2 separate regions of the Xenopus tropicalis genome follow, and region 2 is linked to region 1. Evidence: chromatin contacts called from public Hi-C data. All regions are on one chromosome and are shown on one strand. Each heading gives the region's core, a stretch centred on a gene start, on an enhancer-like site or on the middle of the called end of the contact. The rest is flanking DNA. Distances are from core to core; before and after follow the strand shown.

Evidence for each region. Hi-C and Micro-C count contacts between places; a contact is called where the count stands out from the background.
Region 2: a contact with region 1 is called in a Hi-C map of neurula embryo, with 3 times the contacts expected there. The contact joins the promoter of uchl1 here to the promoter of nsun7 in region 1. A contact is called at or near these places in 2 of 5 Hi-C or Micro-C datasets (brain and neurula embryo).

What each region holds. Positions count from the first base shown.
Region 1 is chr1:36,566,009-36,570,551 of UCB_Xtro_10.0, forward strand. It overlaps nsun7 (putative methyltransferase NSUN7), which reads left to right and starts at 3,110. Exons shown (of 12, transcript XM_031895383.1): 1 at 3,110-3,219.
Region 2 is chr1:36,760,386-36,764,428 of UCB_Xtro_10.0, forward strand. It overlaps uchl1 (ubiquitin C-terminal hydrolase L1), which reads left to right and starts at 1,424. Exons shown (of 10, transcript NM_001011321.1): 1 at 1,424-1,500; 2 at 1,594-1,605; 3 at 2,969-3,109. The coding sequence starts at 3,032.

The sequences.
Region 1 (4,543 bases), core at 1,860-4,359:
GTTAAACTGTAACTGCCTGTGCCTGGATCCTAGGGGTGCCTGGATCCTAGGGGTGCACTTACTGGCCAGGAGTTTATCACTTGCAGTGAGACTTTCTGAGCCATAATTGCCCGACCCACAAATGCACAAGCAGGGTACGGGCACTTTTACCTTGTAGCACATAATCCATAACACTCTTTTTCAGTTCAATAAATATGGCTTGTTCCAAACGATTTTTCCAAATTGTTCCAAAATTTTTGCCTATTCTTTTGAAAAGGATCTAAACTTATAAAAATAGCTCTCTAAGCACTTCTGCAATTTACAGTAATTTATTATTTGAAGTGGTTTCTGAGATATTAGCAGTTTTGGGCCATGTTATACTGCTAGACCATCAATGGTCTATGCACTGCCTGGATTCAGTTAACCCTTGCTTTGCAGATTCTCAGTTGAGCTAAATGAGTCTAATTATTATCTTTGAAACCAGTAAAAACAGAAAATCAAGTACATTTACACCAATTCTTTTTTGGGGTTTTGATTCCCTTTTAAGCAATAGTTTTTATTTCAGGGAACAGGGAAACTGGAGTGACTCCATGTTTGGTCCTTGTGAGGTACCAGTGCACAGATAATATCCCCACATAATGGACTCTTTCCCTTAAAGGTCAGTTGTTCTCCCTAGAATAATAAAACGCTGAGGGGTAAAAAATTTGGCTGGGTATGGGAGAAAAATAAATGCGTTCCTCCCCAACCCCTCCCCTGCTCTGAAATTATTGTTTGTATAAATACCAATACAATTGTGCGCTTCAACAAATACAATGCACAGTCCTATCGGCCTCTGAACGACTACATCTCTTCTGCGCATGATGTGGGGGCGGAGTCGAAGCAGGCGGCGGGGGAAACAGCTGGCAATGTGCCCAGCTAAAATGGCCCGGGGTAGAGTTGCCATTTAGGGTGTGTTAGGATTCTGCTTCCCAAATTTATCATCCCAAGCCTTATAGTTAGTGCATATGTTTTGGCTCCACTGAGTCGTGCAGTCATTAAACTGTCAGCATAAACAAAGAATAATGAAAATGTAGTGAGGCTTAGCCTCCCCAGTGCCTACAGTATGTTTTCATATTATAAATATGCTATTTGTATACTCCCCCAGCAAATATGTCACCCTCCACCCCTGGCTGCCAGTACCAAGCATTCCTGGCCCATGCCCAGATCCTTCACTGTCTCTTTATGTGTGTTTGGGGTTTTATCTTGTATTACTTGTTAGCCAATCCATTTCCCTCTGAGAGTGTTTCTTTCTCTGTGACAATTATAAAGTGAATGCAATCACAGAGCAATACAATGGGGGGTTATGCAATTCCCCTTGCGGGTGGCTCCCGTTGCTCAGGTAACCTGCCAACACAGATCTCACATAGGCCAGAAGGGAAATGTAATGCACTGACGGAGCGACAGCACATGTGCCAATCAGACAGGAGCACCCAAACAGAACCATACAAACTCCTTGCATATGGGCCCAATGGGTGAAACTGAAACTAGAAGCCCAGCCCTGAAAGGCATGCTTTGCTTAAAAGCATTGTGCCCTTACCCCTTTATTGTCTGTACATTCACAGGGCAGAACAAGTGGATCAGTCAGTGGGCATTACTGTATTAGGCACAGTTGCACCATAACTGACCCATGTACACAGCTATGCCGATACCCACAATACATGCCAAGCTAGGCCTTGAGCACTGGTTGGGAAATAGCCCATAAGAGTACATAGGCTGTGTTGGTTTATGTGCCTGTACAAGTAGGTACCTGAGACTGGCACACTTCCAACCCGGGAAGTGAATCCTTTGCTTAGAACTGTAGTCATGATGACAATCAAGTTCATTGAACCACAACAGAGTTTATTGAAGGCTTCTCTCAGGCAGAGTATAAACAGATTGGAGTCAGTTGCCCCGGAACCTATAGTTTCATTAGTTATACTTACAGAGGACCCTCTCCCATTCTCTCTATCATACACATTTACACGTCTTCTCTGAAGCCTCTAGGACTCGTATGGTAAGTGCATGGCAGAGTACCATTAGCTGTTAAGAGGGTGACCTCTTTTCCCAATCACCTGTCCCCCTGTAGCGCCCAACACACAGTGCCCCAAGCTTCACCTGAGCCATCTCCCTACAGCGCCACTAAGCAGCCACTATCCCAATCCTACACACTCACAATTCCTATCTAGCGCACCATCACCCGGGGCTCTACCCCAAACTCTAACTCCTTGTGGGGACTCGGGCTTTCCGAGCCTAGCAAGGATCTGCTGTTACATCTGCCTCTCTGAAGTTTTCCGCTAATAATCCTCCTTATATAGGCTACTGAGGGGACTGCCCTTCAGGCCAGGGCTAGTGGTTGGTGCCAGGTAGCGGCCAAACCCAATACAGCCTAAATGCACTAAAATAAACTCATATTATTCCTATCTCCTTACAAGCCCCAGTGTGTGCTGTTTGGTACAGTAACAAGGGTAAGTCACTGGGAAGGGGACAGGCATGTGTAACTGCAGAAACATGTCAGATTCTCCTGCATTTAATGGGGTCAACATAACCCTGAAATAGCATGAATGAACCCTCAAGCCCTGTTACACCCCACATCCACAAATCACGCCTTGTACAGTATCTCCCGTCACACGGTCCCGATTAGTCTCCACCCACATGGGTCCCACACGGCTGCCCTGGGTGGCAATGTCGCACATACCGGCCTGACAAGCTTACGGGCAGAGCATAGAATGTCTATAGCAACCCTACGCAGGGGCTGCACACACCCTTAGCAACTGTGCGGGATTCTACTAACACGCCTGGGATGCCTGCCACTCATCCCAAAGCGTAGCCTGTTAGATACCCACCGGGCTCTGCCTCACACACCCCTTAGCGCTGCGTACCCGCCCCTAGTAAATCAGAACGCACAGCCACGCCCCCACATGCCCCGCCCCCAAGTCACGGAACTTGTCGGCACGCGGCTTGTTGCCTAGGTGATTCGTGTTTTGTAGCTGCCGGAGCCCCGCCTATGGCCCCGCCCAGGTTCCGTAGCTCTGTGCTTTAGCTGTGGGCGCTGCTCCGCCCATGGTCCCGCCCAGGTTCCGTAGCTCTGTGCTTTAGCTGAGGGCATGGCTCCGCCTATGGCCCCGCCCAGTTGCTGTAGCGCTTTAGCTTTGGGCACGGCTCCTCCCATGAGAGTATAAACCCCGCCGTGTTTGAAGCTTTTGCGGAGCTGCAGTACGGCAGGTAAGTGGGAGGCAGGGGGAGGCTTGGCAAGGAGCTGGGGGTACAGTGACTGGGGTCGGGGTATATAGTAGTGTCACTATGTAGTTATTATGGTGTGTGCGGTTACACAGTGCGGAGATGCGATTGTGCTTCTCACTGGCTGCTGCTATAGTACAACTATACCTACTCTGCGCTGTTCGTTTAGTCACTTCTAGAGCAAGCTATCTAGATCGTCAGCTTTATCGCAAACTGTAATTCCAACTCTTCAGATTTAGATTGGTTCTGTTAGTGCATTGAGTGTGCGATCCTTCCCTGTGAGTGGGGGAATTGCTGCTCCTGGTTGGTCCCTACACGTTACTATTACATGGGGTGTCACACTCAGTACCCGGAGCGACTCGCTGCCTGTAGCTTCAGCTCTGCTTCAGTCGCACCAAGTGTCTATGTGGCACCTGTCAGTGATTATTGTTTTCCATGAGCTAGCCGAGCACACATGTATGCAGGGAAGGCAGTGGCCCCTGGGGGACCCTTTGGTTTTTGTCACTGAGAAGTACAGAAGTTTCCTGCAGTTCTGTGCAACTGTGAGGTACCAGACTCTTATGGACCTGACTGCAACTCCCAGCAACAGTTGGGGTACTGAGCTGTAATGTAGCAACAGCTGGAGGGCTGTAATGTAGCAACAGCTGGAGGGCTGTAATGTAGCAGCAGCTGGAGGGCTGTAATGTAGCAGCAGCTGGAGGGCTGTAATGTAGCAGCAGCTGGAGGGCTGTAATGTAGCAACAGCTGGAGGGCTGTAATGTAGCAACAGCTGGAGGGCTGTAATGTAGCAACAGCTGGAGGGCTGTAATGTAGCAACAGCTGGAGGGCTGTAATGTAGCAACAGCTGGAGGGCTGTAATGTAACAGCAGCTGGAGGGCTGCATGTTCATGATCCCTGGTGGAGTTTGGTGTAGACATTTCTAGTGATTTGCTCTGATCACTGGCCAATGAATAGAGCTGAGCCACTGGTCTCCAGCTTTTGCCCATCTTGGTGTTTAAAGTGGCCTTTCTGCACCTTCTAATAAGAACAGGGGAACACTGGATCCTTATATAACTTTCCAAAAATGGAACTGGAATTCCAGCAAAATCACACATAAAACAATCCATTATAAGAACCACCTTATTGGTATTTGGTAATAGTTGGCACCTACTTACCTGCTATTCTCTTTAAATTTGTCACAGAATATAATTGGTTCATGCCAGAATTAGAAGCATAGAGCCAGCTTTTAACCCTACTGCTCCTGCACACCTGGCCCAGGGCCACAGAGAAGGACTAAGAAGCTGAAGAAAATGACAACATGGTGCTCTTA
Region 2 (4,043 bases), core at 174-2,673, 190 kb after region 1:
CTGGTTGTTCCAGTCCTATCCAGCAACCTTGGCTAACTTTGAGGTATTTTCTATATGGGAACAACCAATGTATCTCAGTGTATCTGTTACTGTTTGCTAATTGTGAATTGGAAAATAAAAACTTCACAAACACAACCCCAGGCCAGCATTAACCAAAGCAACCAGTAATTCAGAAGTCAGGCCCTTTTGGCTCTGTGTGCCATACACTTAAACGGCCACCTAATTCCCACACCCATGGAATTTATTTCCATTCTTTCAGAACCTGCATCCCTACATGGGACACTACACAGAAAAACCCACATTCGCTGCAGATAAAATATTCCCTAGGAAATTGTTTCCACAACAAAATAAAAGTAAAAAAATATTTCCTAGAAATAATCGACTTGATCTTGAGCACAGGAATTTGTTGAGAGATGAAGTGACAAAAGCCTTGAATATCGGTTGTCTCATCTATCTGGCAGTACTGTAAATTTTGATTGGGTGCCTTAGAAGGTGCCCAAACATCGTAAGGTTAATGCTGAATCGTCAGATAGGGGTAAAGAATAGTTTTTACTTGAATATCTGACGATTCAGCTCTTAACATTAGCAGAGTGGATGAACAATAGTTGTGGGAAAGATGGTTGTGTGTGTAGCCACCATAAGGTTGGCCAGCCTAACAGTTTCCTGGAGGACTGAGATAGAGGAGCAAGAACCACAGCCGGCTTTGACTCTTCAACCAATGCAGTAGAAGTCTGTCTTGTGTGCTTCTCGACAGTTCTTTTAATCAGAAGGTTGTGCTACATTACTTCAATAGTCAGAACCAACGGTGCAGAGAAAGCAAGGGTCAAACACTACTCTCAATAGTAGTTATATTTAACTGCAAAACCACAAAACGTGTAGTAAATGTAAACTGTAAAGCTGCAGCCGAGTAATTTCTTTTACTAAGCATTTATTTTTAGGTTTGCAAACTGCGGCCCCTTTAAATGCTACAGACTTTACATAGCAGATCCCATAGCCACCTCAGCCTCATCACTTACCGCTAGTGAGATTTACGCCTATGACCACACCCATATGACCCCTTTCTCTTCCCAACATAAAGAAGTAAAGGTGTAGGTTCTAGAACTCACTACCCTTGCGCTTTGCCTGCAGTCGCACCAATGTATCCATAAAAAGGGGCGCGTCCCTCACAACGCCGCAAAATAAGAATAAGATATGAACGCTGGCCACTTTTAGTTATTAACTCATCGTCACTCATGATTAATTTCGGCCAGGAGACACTAGAACCATCCTACTTGATAACGTCTGAGGGGTGGTTCGTCTATCCAGCAGCCACTCAGTGGTACCAGCTGATCGCCTTTCCCCCCCGTCTATTGCAATGCGTTGGTACCTTACCGGGTTTATAAAAGCAACAGAGGCGGTGCCTTTTCATCAGTCAGTATCTGAACGGGATCAACGTGTGTTTGTTTTGTGAGACGGCATTTGGCAGCCATGCAGTGGAGCGCAATGGAGATCAACCCTGAGGTATGTAAGGAGCTGCTGGTTATTACTTTTAGATACTGAGGTGTTGGCGTTCTGTTCTTGGAGTCATTTATGTGTATTTCATTTTTTTCACAGATGCTGAACAAAGTGAGTGCTTGCGAAATGGGGAGGCCTTCATTATATAACCATGTGGCAGCACCAACACCCGGCGTGTTCCCGGGATTCCGTTCTGCACAAGCTTGTGGCGCTGGCCCGATGTTTAGCCCGCCCGGTGTTCAGCCTGCCCTTACTCCGCGCTATGGCTGTGCGAGTTGCCAGGGCGTGGCCCTAGGATTTGGCTGCTGTGGTACCCGGGCCCCTACAGCCTCGCTTTCATCCTCAGCTTCATCAGCACAGATAGAGTCGGGACGGGGGGAGGGCACAGGGGTGTCCAGTCTCTGGCCATCAATATATTTGAGTTAAACTTCCAGCACTTAAGTTGGGCATTTCTCCATTCCAGTTTTTAACACTGGATTGGGTGTTGCTGCAAGGCCCCTCTAACCTGCTTGTGATAGGTCAGATGATTACTTTTAAGTGTACAGGTGTGGGACCTGTTATCCAGAATGCTTGGGACCTGGGGTTTTTCGGATAAGGAATCTTTCTGTAATTCGGATCTCCTACCTTAGATCTGCTAATAAAATTATTTAAACTAATTAAGCCCAATAGGGTTGTTTTGGCTCCAAAAAGGAATAATTATATCTTAGTTGGGATCAAGTACAGGTACTGTTTAAATGATTCCCTTTTCTCTGTAATAATAAAACAGTACCTGTACTTGATCCCAACTAAGATATAATTAAACCTTATTGGGGGCAGAACAGTCCTATTGGGTTTATTTAATGGTTAAATGATTCCCTTTTCTCTGTAATAAAACAGTACCTGTACTTGATCCCAATTAAGATATAATTACCCCTTATTGGGGGCAGAACAGTCCTATTGGGTTTATTTAATGGTTAAATGATTCCCTTTTCTCTGTAATAATAAAACAGTACCTGTACTTGATCCCAACTAAGATATAATTACCCCTTATTGGGGCAGAACAGTCCTATTGGGTTTATTTCATGGTTAAATGATTCCCTTTTCTCTGTAATAATAAACCATTAAATAAACCCAATAGGGCTGTTCTGCCCCAATAAGGGGTAATTGTATCTTAATTGGGATCAAGTACAGGTACTGTTTTATTACAGAGAAAAGGGAATCATTTAACCATGAAATAAACCCAATAGGACTGTTCTGCCCCCAATAAGGGGTAATTATATCTTAGTTGGGATCAAGTACAGGTACTGTTTTATAATTAGAAAAGAAAATAGCTTTTAAAAATGTGACTGATTTGATTAAAATGGCCTTTCCATAACTTGGAACTTTCTGGATAAAGGGTCTGATACTATTTTTTATTTTTTTTTATAAACCCTTAGTGCCCATTATTGTCGCCAAGTGCACCTTCATCAAGGCTTTCTTTATTATTTCCACCTAGAACATGGATTCAGCATATGAATAGGGAGAACAAGAAAAAATGCTGGAAAAAGTTTGCTAGAAGATGGATATGGGCCTCAAATCACATGTAAATGCCAGAGAGAAAATGTCCCTGGGGTGTTCCCTGATGAATCTTTCTGAGGTCTGCGGTCCTCTTCAAAAGTTTTGGTTTTTCTTAATTTGGGCAAATGTCCCCTAAGAATGAATTCAGTTTTAGGTGAATTCCCAAGGGCAAAGTTTTCTCTGGCCACTCCCAGGATGATATTTTGATAGGACATGGTATTTACCTAGGGTAGCCAACATCATAGGGGCACTTCAGGGCCAAGGGTAAAATAAAGATATTTACTGAGACTATGCACAGGCATGGAAACTGTTATGTTCATTTGCATCAGTGAGCCAATGCAGTCCCTGATTTGTCGGTAAAAAATCAAACCTGATTGATCAACACCTGCCCAGTTTTTGGCCAGATATGTCAGGGGGGTCCCCATACATGGGTGGATAGAATCGGTAGCTTAAATCTGCTGGTGTATGGCCACCTTTAGCTAGTATATATCTGATTAGATTAAGACAATCCTATTGGGTTTTAATGTGTAAATATGCTCACATAAACCCTTCCCTGCCCCACCCTTGTAGGGCCCAGCCTTTCTGTATTGCCATGGTCCCATATCTGGATTTGTCTTTCTTATATTTGGGTCTTTGTTTGTTTTGTTTGGTGGTAGTATCCTTATTACTATCCTCTTATCTGTCACATGTTGAATTGGGTTGCTACTTGAATTTCCCTCATACAGGTTTCTTTGGGTGGGTAAGAATATATACTGACTGCTCAGTCTCTTATAAGCCAGAGTGTTCTACTACTTTCCAGAAGGTTCAGTGGGAGGCATAATCTCCCTCCCTTTCCATTATGTTTCTAAGGTCAACCACAAGGGCCCTTCAAATTGCTCCTGAGAGATTGCAGCTTGCAGTCACTGACCCTACCACACCCGCACTGCAGTCTAAGTGAATCTTTTATTTGGAAGTGAATTTAAAAATCGGTTCTGTACAATTCCCTGCTACTGAAAGGAATAGTCGGTCCTGTC